2 separate regions of the Hordeum vulgare genome follow, and region 1 is linked to region 2. The links are chromatin contacts, called in public Hi-C maps. All regions are on one chromosome and are shown on one strand. The core of a region is the stretch at or near the end of the contact, and the rest is flanking DNA. Distances in the headings are between cores, read along the strand shown. Region 1 holds the start of LOC123452767. Region 2 holds the start of LOC123396535 (OVARIAN TUMOR DOMAIN-containing deubiquitinating enzyme 5).

Region 1 (6,387 bases), core at 1,090-3,589, 670 kb before region 2:
TGACCCCAACGGGCTCTGGCCAACATCAACCCAGAAGGAGTTCTCTGATGAACAGTCCTCGCTGAATGCTGGGCTTCTCATCACCTCACCGACAGATATGCTCTCGGTTTCTTCGAAAATGGTGCTCGCCCCGTCCCTATCCGAGCTGCTGTCACGGCCAGGGTCGCTCTCAAACGTCTCTCTGACCTGAGCAGACGTGTACACACCCGAAAATGCTGGCAGCTGCGAGCCATTCCGAACATCAGGCACTGTATTTTCATCTATCGGAGTGCAAGAGTCGTCTTCAAGTCCCTCAGTTTCCACTGCATCAAATTCATCGATGGAGTCACTCAGGTACTGTGGAAAGACTGGAACAATCCTGACCATCCCAGAGGCATTGCAGCCATTCCTCCCCTGCAAGCTCCCAATAACCGACTTCTTGATCAGAAGGCAACCAAATCCAGTTGGGTCAGAACCAAACACCCGGTAGAATGACGTTATAATGAAGTCGGGCCGGAACAGCGAGAGCCCCAGCGAGTCCATGTCCTTGGGACCAAGTGCACCAGCATCAAGCATAACATGCCAGCCATTCTGCTGCGCCAGCGCCATCCACTGGTAGGAGTACTTGGCGCCGGTCACCCGAGACTGCGCAGGGAACACGAACAATCCGACCGCAGCATCCCGTCGCCTGGCCTTCCTCTTGCCCACGATCTCCTTGCGCAGCTCCGTCGAGCAGAGCTTCAGAGTGGGCCAGCGGAACCATGCGGTGCGCGTCTTGGCACCCTTTGCCCGCGCACTCTGCGCCATCCAGTTCACCGACTGGCTCTCATGGTCAAACATGGTGAGCAGCCTTCGGTTGTTCTCAAACGGGTAGCACTCGGCCAGCAGCTTGAATGCTGACCCCCGGCTCACGGTGAAGACCAGGGCGTACTCGCTGGCCGGCACATTCAGGTACTCGAGGATCCGCTCCTTGATGTCATTCTCGGCCGTGCCGGGCTCAGCGCCACCGTAGAGCGCGTGGTTGCTGAGATTGGCATTGAGTTCGGACAATGTGAAGGAGGAGGAGGAGGAGTCCCAGCTGGAGTCGAAGAGGCCGAAGCCGCAGTAGTCGAGGCAGACCCTGGCGGCGCCGGGGGCGTCGAGGTGGGAGTAATGGTCGAGGCGGAGGCGGTCGACGTCGGAGGTGGAGGCGTAGTCCGGGTACATGGAGAGGAATGTGGCTATGGCGTGGGCGAGGAGCGGCAGGTCGGAGATGGAGCGGAACGGGCCGGCTGCGGCGGCGAGGGCGGTGGCGCGGAGGAAGTCGCGCTGCGCCCGCAGGCGCGCCAGGGAGCGGGAGCGCGTGACCGCGGCGTCCGCCTCCGCGCCGGCCGCGTCGGGCGGCGGGCAGAGGGCGCCCTCCTCCGACGCGGCGTCCAGCGCGTCCCGCAGCTGCCGGAGGAACGACGCCGGGTCGTCACGCCGGCCGTTGCCGTTACCGCCGCCATGCCCGCGTCCGCCTCCTCCCCGCCGCCGGTGGTTCTTGGAGAGGAGGATGGCGGCGCAGTGTGAGAGCGGCTTCCACAGGGAGAGATGCATGTGCCGCCCGCCCGCCCGAGCAGCCGGATCGACGACGAGGAACAGAACCAACCGCAGCCCCTGCGCGCCCGGATCAACGGGCGGAGCGCGGCATGGGAAGACGGAGCGGGCCGGAAAACCCCGAGATTTCTGGGCGTGGAGGCGGGATTCCGGATCGATCGGCGCCCAGCAACGGGCGCGGAAAAACTGCGGCTCCGGGCAAAGGGGGAAGAGAACCGGATCTTCCGCCGGGGTGGAGGTGGTGGGGGGAGAGAGAAACCGGGGGATCGGATCGGGGAATGCCAGAGCCGGCAGCCAAGAACAGTGGAGCTTTCTTTGAAGCGGAAATGGAGGAGGGCTCGGGACGCAGCCAGCGACACCCTCGGCCTTTCTCCCAGCGGAAAGAGGGAGCTTTTTGGCAGGACCAAGAACTCAAATTAAAGAAGACGAATAGATAGATAGAAAGAAAGAAAGAAAGATGGATGGATGGAGACCTCAGCAAGGATTTGACTCCGCTTTGCTTGCTTTTGCACACCACCAAGAAGAACTCACTCACTGGCTCCTTCACTCGGTGGGAGGTGAGAGCTCACTCAGATCCTCCCCCGCTCTCACCAAACACGTCGATAGTGGTTTGGGGCGCACTAAATGCGTTGTGGCATCATGGAGAGGAGGCTTGCATTCATTTCGTTTCCGCCCACCCAAGAACTACCAACACCACACCAACTTCTTCATTTTTTCTCTATCTCTTTGTGTTTCTACACTACCACTTCCACTCCTAGTCTGCTACTGCCTTGCCTCGCTTTGGAGCTGCAAAAGGTACCGGCACTATTTTAGTGAGGCTGGCCTGGCTGGGGTGGGGTGGGGTGCTTTGGTACCGTCCACCCGGTAAAAAACAAAGTGTTTGGTGCTGTCATATTATTATTGTTATTGGCTCTACCTTGTTAGTTTTTGCTCCCTTGGACTGGGGCTCACACACGGGCAGTGGGCTGGAAAGCGGGATGGGGAGGGGTCGCTGCAAGCAAGGCTTTCTTTCCTGGGGCATTGACTTTTCTTTATCTCTTTCTTCCTTAGTTTCTTTCCCCCGTTGAGGAATTGAAATGCAGAGCGTCCGCACTGTGGTTGGGTGTTGGCTTTAGGTTTTACGAAGGTTTTGTTTTTTTGGTATACCTATGGTGAGGCTAAAGCAAAAGTTTTTGTCCGAATGATTATTCCCTCGACCGGGTTCTCGCGTGTGTGTGTATATGTGTGTGTGGAGTTGTCTTTATGCACGTGTGCTTTGTTGAGGAAAAAGATTATTTACTTGCTTGTGATGATGTCCTTCCATTGCATTGCATGATGATAATTCTTCTGTGATCATGTTGTTTTGTTTGTGCTGCCTTTTTCATGATTGTTTTGGACACTTTGGTGCGGCAAAGCTGGATAGGCCCTCAAGGAAATAAATAGCGTTTTCCCCAGCTTTGTTCAACCTTTAGGCCTCGTTTCGTCAAGGGGAATTGGGAAGGTTTTGAGAGGGAGGAATTTTAAGGGATTGGATGAATCTCTTTGTTCCATCCAATTCTCTCAAATCTCCGGGGTTTTGCTTCCACCAGTCCCCTAAGGCCTCGTTTGGTTAAGAGGGATTGGGGAGGTTTTGAGAGAGAGGGATTTCAGGGGATTGGGTGAATCCCTTTGTTCCACTCAATCCTCTCAAATCCCCAGGGCTTTGCTTCCACTAGTCCCCCGAGGAGGATTTTGAAACACATGGATAGGAAGGGATTGAAGGGGAACGGAGGGGGTTGGGCTAAGCAAACCCCTCCTACCAAATGGGCGTCCGAGAATCTATGGGGTTTCTGACCCTTTCGGGGATTTTCCTCTCAAAACCTATCCAATCCCCTTTAACCAAACGAGGCCTGAGGAGGGTTCTGAAACACATGGATAGGAATGGATTGAAGGGGAACGAAGGAGATTGGGCTAAGCAAACCCCTCCTACCAAATGGACGCCCGAGGATCTGTTAGGTTTCTGGATCTCCGGGGATTTTTCTCTCAAAACCTACCCAATCCCCCTTAACCAAACGAGGCCTTAGTGTTGATAATATGTCCTTCGTTATGGCAGACCCCGAACGAGTGAAGTGGGCATATAAGTGACACTTGTTCTTCTTGTTAATGGCAGCTCCATATATCTCGTGGTGTTTACGTCTGAATGATAGTAGTATTCCCTTCGTTTCATACTTTCATAGGAGTATTATATTAGTTGTCGCAGATTTGAGTGCACGGGATGGATGAAGTGTTATCATTTTTCTCTTTCCATCTTAGCATTTTTCTAAGCTGAAAAAAAACATAAGCCGTAAACAGACAGCGTGCCATATGGACCCTCTGAATCCATCTGTAGACACGCCGGCAGCAGTGTCGCATCTACAGCGCCCATGCGCAGAGGATCATGGGCAATGTCAAACGCGGCCGGCCACGTAAGCCCTGTGAGGCCGTGAGCGGAGCTGTCGCAGAAAAGGCCGCAACTCTTTTATATTTCTTCCACGTCCATGCTGCACTGCTGCCCGCTGACCTAGTGACACTGATAGCAACAGTTGCCCTCTGCGATGTGTGGCCTCGTCTGGTCTACTCACTGGGCGAGAGTGACCGAGATTTTCCTATCGACATTGTGAAAATGTCAATGCGATTTTACACAGCAAGACTCTGAAATGTACTATTAGAGCAAACTCTAATAAGTGGACGACCCATTTCGTCCATCATCATTTGTTTCAGTCCGTGGGGATAAAAAAATTGTCCCAACGCGCTGACTTAAACAGACGCAAGTCCTTTTTTTGTCCGTCTGCCTATCCATTTTCGGTCTAATTTTAATTCCGATTTGCGTCGTCGCGGACACGAAACGGACGCGCGCCTACTTCCCTCTTTGGTCCGCAAGTCGGCGACAAAGCGGCCACCATTTTTCTCCATTTTCTTCAAACTCTCCTGCTCGCTCCCGCGCCCGCTCCCACCGTCATGGACGACGACTTCGAGGCCGCCGCCTCCATCGCCTCAATGGCCTTGTCCGTAGCCGCCGCGAAGCTAGAGGCAAGGCCCGTGCCCCCCGCAAGGTCGCCGCACCGCCTAAGAAGAAGAAGAAGGAGTTGACGTCCGAGGAGCGGGTCGTGGAGTCGACCAAGAGGAAGGGCCGAAGGCACACGCAGGATGCAAGGGGCCAGCGCAGCAGGAAGACACCAATGTCGGGGTGAAGGCGACAACGATGGAGGCCTTGTTGTACCTAGGGGTAAACCCTAGCCAGCACGTGCTTGTCAAACGCCGCCGTTGCCGCAGCCACGGCCAGCACGGGCTCGTCAACATATCCTCGGATGATGTTGTCGGAGTCGTCGCGCGCGTCTTGCACGCAGCCGATTCCCGGCTTCCGCGTCTACCGCAAGGCATCCGCTTCTCCGGGAAATGCTCGCCGGAAGTGAGCATTGTGGCCCCTTCCACGCCTGCGCCGGTGAGCATCGACCTCAACGCCATGCCGGTGGCAGACGGATCATCGTCCGGAGACATGAGAAAACGCCAGTGCGAGATGCCAGCCGACATGTTCACCGGCGCCCGCAATCTGTTCGACGAAATGCCGACGGACGTCGACGATGACACGGCCAACCGTTTCCTCGAGAACATGATCTTCGAAGGTGCACCGACGGCTGGTGCGTACGATCCCGATGAGACCCAAAGCTAGGACGGCCGAACGCCGTTCAGCAAGCCACCAATGATCCACATGACGCCTTCATGCAAGATCAGGTCGGCCTAGATGGCTTCCCGCTCGACCATGAGGTCCCGGAGGACTACGGCCTTGAGGAGGAGGACGATGACATGGACATCGATGGGGAGCCTTTGTTCGAGGAGGAGCTCGCCAACCAAACTGTCGTCGGGGCAAAGCTGAAGCACGAGAGCAAGCGAACGAAGGCATACATGCCTTACTTGAAAAGGTGGAGGGGATGATAAGCAAGAAGGACTTGAGGGAGGAGAAACGCCGGTAAGAAAAGGAAGAGCAAATGCACGTCTTCATGGAAATCCAAAGGAGGAGGTTCGAGATGGACGCGGAGAGGCAAGCCAAAATGCTTGAGTTAGTGGAGGCGAAACAAGCCAAGATGCTCGAGATCGAGGTCACCAATGCCAGGACCAAGGCGCAAGAAGTGGCCCTCGCAAGCATGAAGACGGGCGCGGAGATCATGAAGGTTGATCTGAACACCGTGTCGCGGAGGAAGAGGCTATGGTTCGAGAAGATGCAGGCCGAAATGTTCAAGTTCGACCAGCTCTGATTTGTGACGGAGATCATAAAGGTTGATCTGAACAGCGTGTCGTCGAGGAAGAAGCTATGGTTCGAGAAGATGTAGGCCGGAATGTTCAAGTTCGGCCAGCTGTGATCCGCGACGGAGATCATGGAACATTTTTTGTATGCCGGCAAGTGTGCTGGCATGACCACGGGCCGACATGGCGCGGTCGAATTCCCGCCCCTTTTGGCGTGTTGGCATGTGTGCCGGCCGCTGGCAAGTGTGCCAGCATGAACTGCATGGTGGTTTTAATTGTAGGCTGGCAATGTATGCCGGTCGCTGGCAATGGTACCGACATGAACTCTCGGACGTTGGCATGCTGGTCTATTTTATATAATATGCGGACATAAGAGCAACTCCAATGGGGCGACCCATTTCGTTCGCCGCCGCCCGTTTGGGTCGGCGCAGACAAAAATGATGGCCCGACGCGCTGACCCATTGCAAAAACGCGTCCGCTTCGCGTCCGCGCCGATCCATTTCCGGCCCAAATTTGGGACTGAAATGCGTTGGCACGGACGCGCGCGCGCCCCCTCGGTGTCCGCCCCCGACCACCGCGGTCAATATAATT
Region 2 (6,682 bases), core at 3,044-5,543:
TGAGATCATGGATGTCAGCAGCGATGGGATGATCGGTGCTCGCGAGGGGGTTTGAGCCACTAGAGAGCGAAGACATCATGGAGTCCATGGGTGCGATGAGGTGGCAGCAACTGGCGTTTAGTAGCTAAGGTTTGGGTGGAGAGGTGGGCAACGGAGGCTAAAGGGAGGAGGTAGAGGAGGGCAGTGCCAGCTAGGGTAGCGGGCGGATGCGGGGAGAGGAGGTGGTGCAACGACGGTAGGCTACGGTGACGACGACAAGATGCAACAGCGGCGGGAGGAAGAGGCGAAAGCGAGGCTAGGGATCGATGAACTAAACCGATATCATATTTAGGACAGTAAAACTGAACCATTTTCGAGCCTTCTCACGTCATGTGTGTTTTCTGCCGTTGATTTTCGTTTCCGGTCGTCGTTGGCCGTTAGATCTGCTGTTCATTTTCGGTTGGGCCACGTACAGATTCATGGACTAGATGTCCTAAAGGGAAGCTACTCCCGAAGAAAAATCGGAGCCCGCTGGTTAATTTGGCCACAACAAGCCCATTTAGCTCCCTCGGTATCTGGCGTATAGTCAGCGTCATCGATAAAAATGTTTTAAAAAATGAAAAGAAAAGAAGGAAACACAAAATGAGGTCTCCTCTCTCGGATGTATATAGACATATTTTAGAGTGTACATTCAATCATTTTGCTTCGTATATAGACACTTAGTGAAATCACTTAAAAGACTTATATTTTATATTTAGGAACGGAGGGAGTACATCGATGGCGATCGACGAACGCCGCCGCCACCAGCTCCTTGTTTCACCCGCCTCCCTCTACGTCGGTTGGATCGATCCCGTGTCTCTCCATGACCTAGTGTCCACCACTGACTTTGATTCTGCACCCTGGTCCCTCCTGACCTTGGCCTAGGGCGAGATCTGGTGCGCCACCTATGCAGTTGCCGTTGCAGAGAGGGGGAGAGAGAGAGGGGAGGAGAGGGAGATGGAGGAGGTGGCGCGAACGGGACAACCCCCATGTATGCGTGCCAGGCGCGGGCGATGTATGTGGTCTCGCCGGCGGGTGTGGCCAAGCTCAACCTCGCGCTGGAGTTGTTCTTTCTTCTACCCCCAATGTCTTTTACGATCTTCAGGTTAGGCCCATCTCCAGTTCCATGTTCCATTATATTGTTGTGTTCTTATTCTGTGGATCCTACTTTTGAATTATTGGCTGATGCTTTGTTAGTTTTTTATGGTTGTAGACTGTTGATAATTTAATATACTACTCAAGAATTAACTATGTAAATCATTTGAATCATTGCTGAGAAAATTAGCCAATCTAGCATATATGAATTGCCACCAAATATTTAGGTTGAGTGGTGTACTTATGTTAAGTTCAACATGGATTAAATTCCCCACACTGCAGGTAGTTCTCACCATCAACATCACAAGGGACAAGTATAATGCAATCTGAAGTCGATAATGTTTTTTATTGTCGGGTTAGTTTGCTGACTGCTGATGATCGTATTTACTTAGTACGTTCTTGTATCTTCAGATTAGAATATCTTTTTTGTGTAGAGTATTTGCTTCAGCTTGTCACTTAATTGTTGTAGGTATGGGGTAGAAGAATCAAACACGTGTTCGACTCCATCTAGAACCTCAAAGAGCTCTATGACGGTGGTGCAGACCGTCCCTTGCAGCGTAATAAAAACGTGCTACAGCAACCCCCCTCTACGACGATGCGATCATGCCTCTAACCTCGACTGAATTGTAGAAGCGCGCTGGTGGCACCCTTGCCCCTCACTTATGCTTCAGGAGCTCGCCACTTACCATTGCTCTATGAAGACTCAGTAACAATGAACAGGTAGCAGGTCCTGGGATTCACCAGATCCACAATGTGCGTGGTTGTAGGGGCATCTATGCACAGATAGAATATATGGACCTCGAGTGCAAGAAAGGCATCACCATCCAATCGAATGCTACCTTTTGTACCTAGAATGGTACCAGGTCCATTTTTCTCCTTTTTTTCACTCATTTGCAATTAATCCATTTAGCTCTCTTTGGTTGGTTGTTAATGAAAATAATGGGAGATTGGGTTATCATACAATGATATGATACATTTGCTTGTGAGAGAATGATCTATTACCTCATGCCTTTCCACTGTTTTGGAGCTAACTGTAACTCAGTTTCGTTAATTAGTGTGACAAGATAGCTTTTTTTGGGTGTTTCTTTCACAAATTAGTAGCACATATGGTTTCTTTCATAGAAGCTTAATTGGTCGATGGGTGCATCAACTGCCTTTACTAAATCCCAAAAAATAATCTTGAGAATTTTATAAAAGATCCAACCTTATTTGTAACCAACTAGCAAAGTTTATGTTCTCCTGGATATACTAGCTTTAACTAATAAATAGTCTGTAAGTACGTCTAAGTGATATATATTCGCCGGGAGTTTAAATATTAAAACTAAGTTGATTGATAATATTTATCACAGGACAATCGTTTGTTGTCGTACTTATTATTTATTATCCGCAAGAGTCCTTACTGGACCTTTCAATTTTGTGTTCCACTCGGTACTGAAAGTTTGTTTAATGTTGCATTGAGATATTGAATCAGACCTTTTGTTTAGAGTATTGGAGTCGTATATTGATGTCTGTAGCTTTTGGTGCCTACACCTCACCAAGATGCTTGTGCCAGCGGCCCGGGGGTGACACACATGAATGGTAGGTGTAGCCATGTTTCGTCATCTTCTTCGCATGCTAGCTCAAACCTTAAGTGTGCTGAGATCCATACCCTGCCCCGCTGGTTGTTACATTGGTATTCTTCATTGGCCTCTCAGGAGCTTGATTTGTGACTTTCCTGACCAAAGAATGTAGTAAAGCCTTTTATATGGAAGAGCTAACCTTCTCAACATGTACTCAATCAAGATTCACACCCACATAATACTTTTATGTATCTTAACTTTACCTTATATTTGTGGATGACATTTTTCTCCAATAGGTTTCAGTGATAAGAAAACATTTATTGATTTATCACCGTTGTTGTTGTTGTTCGTTCGCAAGGGAGAAGTGCTGACCTCCCACTTCACTACATGTCCGTTACTTCTTATGTTCTTGGTATCATAAAATTGTTAAATTCATGAATTATAAATTTGTAGGTACCCTCACGCCCACCGTCATGGTTCAAGCTTAGTTAATATGGAACTTGGTTGCGTTGATTTTATAAGGAAAGATGGTGTATGGGTTGGTGAGAAGACCCGGATCAAGTATATGCTTTTGTATCAAGGGATCATAGCCTCGTACCTACCATAAGTTGTGATCAGCTCTACATACCTGCAATGTTATCTCGTGACGTTTTTGTGGCAAGAAGCTCAACATAACACATATGTTTGAAAGTTGAATGTTGATCCTAAATAAAAATATCAGGAAAATTCTTATACTACAAATGTATACAATATATTGTTTTCATGATTTATGTCCAGCAAGTGTTAAGATTCTACAAGTCATGACATACATTTTTTCACCATATCTTTAGTATTTGATACTAAGTTTGCTATGGTTATGTGCTTGACAATGATCTTATATACTGTATGAGTAAAATATAGAGTTTATAGTCAGTTAATAAGGATATGCGTTTTCTTGGTTAATGCATAAAAAATAGTTTCTGGGCTGAGTATGGAAGCAATCTATGTTAAGCATGATTATTATTGTAAGAGTTAAGTCTACTTTAAACCTCCCCTGGTGCTCTGAGTTGAACCTCCAAGCTCATTACTAATAACACCCCCTTTGCAGATCAAATGAAATTCACCACTCATTTTGATCATCACTATTCTTCATTTTTGCAAACTGACCGAAGTTGGAAAAGTTTCCGACTCGATTATTGACAAAATATGGCTCAGTTTACACACTTTTGACATACCTACCATTCTAAGTAAAAATAAACCGGCGCAGCAACGCGCGCCATCAATGATCTAGTTGGATTAGAGAATTGGGTTGCATCGATAGATTAACTGATGATGCACTAGGCACTTATATAGAGACACATGGGTTGCACGACTCCCTTGTCCTCCAAAATACATACACGTTACAAGGAAAAAAAGACGTGATAGATGCAATTTACAAAGCCTAGAGCCCTAGACCTATATATGTACATGTAATATTAACATGTTCAACAGTTCCAAGCTAATTTCCCTACATCTAATCATGGTGTAAGTTTTTCGCTAGGGGAAAATTTCCGCCCATGAAGAGTTTGAGCGTTAGTTAGGTTTCCAGCGCACACGACCGCCCCGTTAGTCTATCGTCGTATCCAAATATCCCGCAGCTTCCTGACCTGGGCCCAAAGTTAACCCCACATTGTTTGGCTCCCCAGCTCTTCGTCCTTGCCGGAGTCTCGCGCCGCCGAAACTCCTCCTCCTACCGCCGGAGCCTGCCTGCCATCTCGCGCCGTGGGAACCCTTCCTCCTCCCACCCATCCACCCGGACGCGGTTCCTCTCGCTGGTCAGGCAGCCCTAGCCGGCTAGCCCCGCGCCACGCCGATGGACGAAACCCTAGCCGCCGAAGCCGGTGCCGCCGCCGCCGGCGCGACGGAGGAGAAGGCGGTGCCGGAGCGGCAGCCGGAGACGCTCGAGGAGGTCATCTCGAGGCACAGGTTAGCCCCCCTGACCTTGTTCTGGTCCTCGGCGTTTTAGGCATTTACCCGAGCTGTGGAGTTGGTTAATCGCCAGTAAGCTTGCTCGTTGGCTGTGGGCAAGATGCGCGTTGCTCTTGGTGATTTATATGAGGTTGCGATTGTTCGAGCCATGCGTTTACTGATAATTCTGGTCGTGCCTGCGAGGAAACAAAGATTGAATTATCTCATGATTATCGGGTTTTAGTTCATAACTTGGATTAGTTCATTAGATTTCTTGTTTTATTTTGTCCCTGGAATAGGAGAAGCTGAGAAAGATGACGTTTTCATCTTAACTGGAGTAGTAATCTTGGGTTTTGCTTCTGAGCGAGCAAGTTCACAGTTTGCAGAGCTAGCTTATTATGTTACTAAGGCATTGTGATTATAGTATGTGTTTCATCGTTACCTTTCTTTTTCTAGTTTTCTATCAGTGATGCATTGAATTATCTTGGGAAGTTGAGATAACATATTAACGTGTGTCGGTGTTCCTAGATGGCTATAATTCCTCTTAGGCTACCTGAACTACAACTCACATCAACACATGAAAAATATGTCACAAGTACAACAATGCATGTATGTTGCACATAAGGCATGCGAATGATGGAAGCCTGGCTTTTATATCTTTCACATAATAAATGAAACGCTAAATTTGATTTGTTAAGCGCTTTCCACAGGAAAAATACATCAGATAAATGTTTAAGGTATCTAGGAGCTCCTTCATTGATGATAATAATTAATGAATGATGCCTAATGCCCACTATTACCATTCTCGTTTTACACAGTGAAATTTAGTTAAATGTAGCCGTACAATGCAAGTGTATCCTCCTTTAGATCTATTGTGTATATGCTAATGTCATAGACCAGTGTGTCCTGCAACTTAGCCATTACTAACACTCGGATAATTTACTCTACACTTAGCAGTAGTATCTGGAGGAGGTCATCTTGAGGCATCACTTAGCCTCCCTGACTTTGTTCTGGTTCTAAGTGCTTTAGGCATTTAGCTGACCTGTGGATTAGGTTAATCTTAATTAAGCTTGCTCATTTGCTTTGTGCGAGATGCATGTTGTTCTTGTTGATTTAGGAGGTTGCAATGGTCCGAGCCATGTGTTTAGTGAGTATTATTGGTCCTGCCTGTGAGAAAACGAAGATATAACTTTTCTCATGATTATCAGGGTTGTAGTTCAAAACCTCGTATAGCTCATTATAAATTTGTCATTTTTGTTTGTCCCTGGAATAAGAGAAGCTGAAAAAGATGACATTTTCTTGTTTTTCCCTGGAGTAGTATCTTTGGTTTTGCTTCTGAGTGAGCAAGTTCACGGTTCCATAGCTAGCATCTCATTAGGTTACCAACACATTGTAATTATATTTGTTTCTGCACTACCTTTTTGGAAACCAATACGAGCGACACGCGCACACGTTGCCACATCGTGTGACATCAGCACATGCGACATCTGCATGGCAAGCGTCCGGTTTTGCATGACCCATCGATGGTTGAGAGCCCGTCATGTGCTATGGACAAGTGCAGCATGTTGGCGCGCTATCTTAGCCGTTCTTGTTTCCATATCAGAGTTGCATTGAATTATCGAGAGAAGTTATAACATGTTTCCCTGTACCTAGATGGCAATAATTCCTCTTACGCTACTTGAACTAAAACTCTCATTAACACATGAAAATAGGTCACCAGTACAACAGTGCACAGTGCATGTAAGTTACACATAAGACATAGACCAGATACATGTTTCAGGTATCTAGGAGTTCCTTCATTGATGATAATTAATGAATGATGCCTAGTGCCTACTATAAGCGTTCTTGTTTAATATGGTGAAGTTTTAGTTAAATACAGCCATACAGTGCAAGTTTCTCCCTCTTTAGGTATATCCCGTATGTGCTGCAGTATGTCATAGACCAGTGTGCCTTGCAGCCAGGGTGACTGCAACTTAGCAGTAGTAACATTAGTTTCTGCACAGGACTACCCAAATTGCTTAGGCAGTGGAATATTTCATGTGTTGCAATATAATAGCTAATTCTGTCCAAATTCTAAAGTTGAG

Evidence for each region. Hi-C and Micro-C count contacts between places; a contact is called where the count stands out from the background.
Region 1: a contact with region 2 is called in a Hi-C map of seedling, with 4 times the contacts expected there. The contact joins the promoter of LOC123452767 here to the promoter of LOC123396535 in region 2. A contact is called at or near these places in 2 of 6 Hi-C or Micro-C datasets (leaf and seedling) and 1 of 1 datasets of contacts at active chromatin or transcription factors (embryo).

What each region holds. Positions count from the first base shown.
Region 1 is chr5H:63,969,899-63,976,285 of MorexV3_pseudomolecules_assembly, reverse strand. LOC123452767 reads right to left here and starts at 2,339. Exons shown (of 1, transcript XM_045129478.1): 1 at 1-2,339. The coding sequence starts at 1,557.
Region 2 is chr5H:63,301,671-63,308,352 of MorexV3_pseudomolecules_assembly, reverse strand. LOC123396535 (OVARIAN TUMOR DOMAIN-containing deubiquitinating enzyme 5) reads left to right here and starts at 4,293. Exons shown (of 2, transcript XM_045091448.1): 1 at 4,293-4,616. The coding sequence starts at 4,504. LOC123397387 (a long non-coding RNA gene) reads left to right here and starts at 714. Exons shown (of 3, transcript XR_006609946.1): 1 at 714-1,123; 2 at 1,396-1,468; 3 at 1,583-3,473.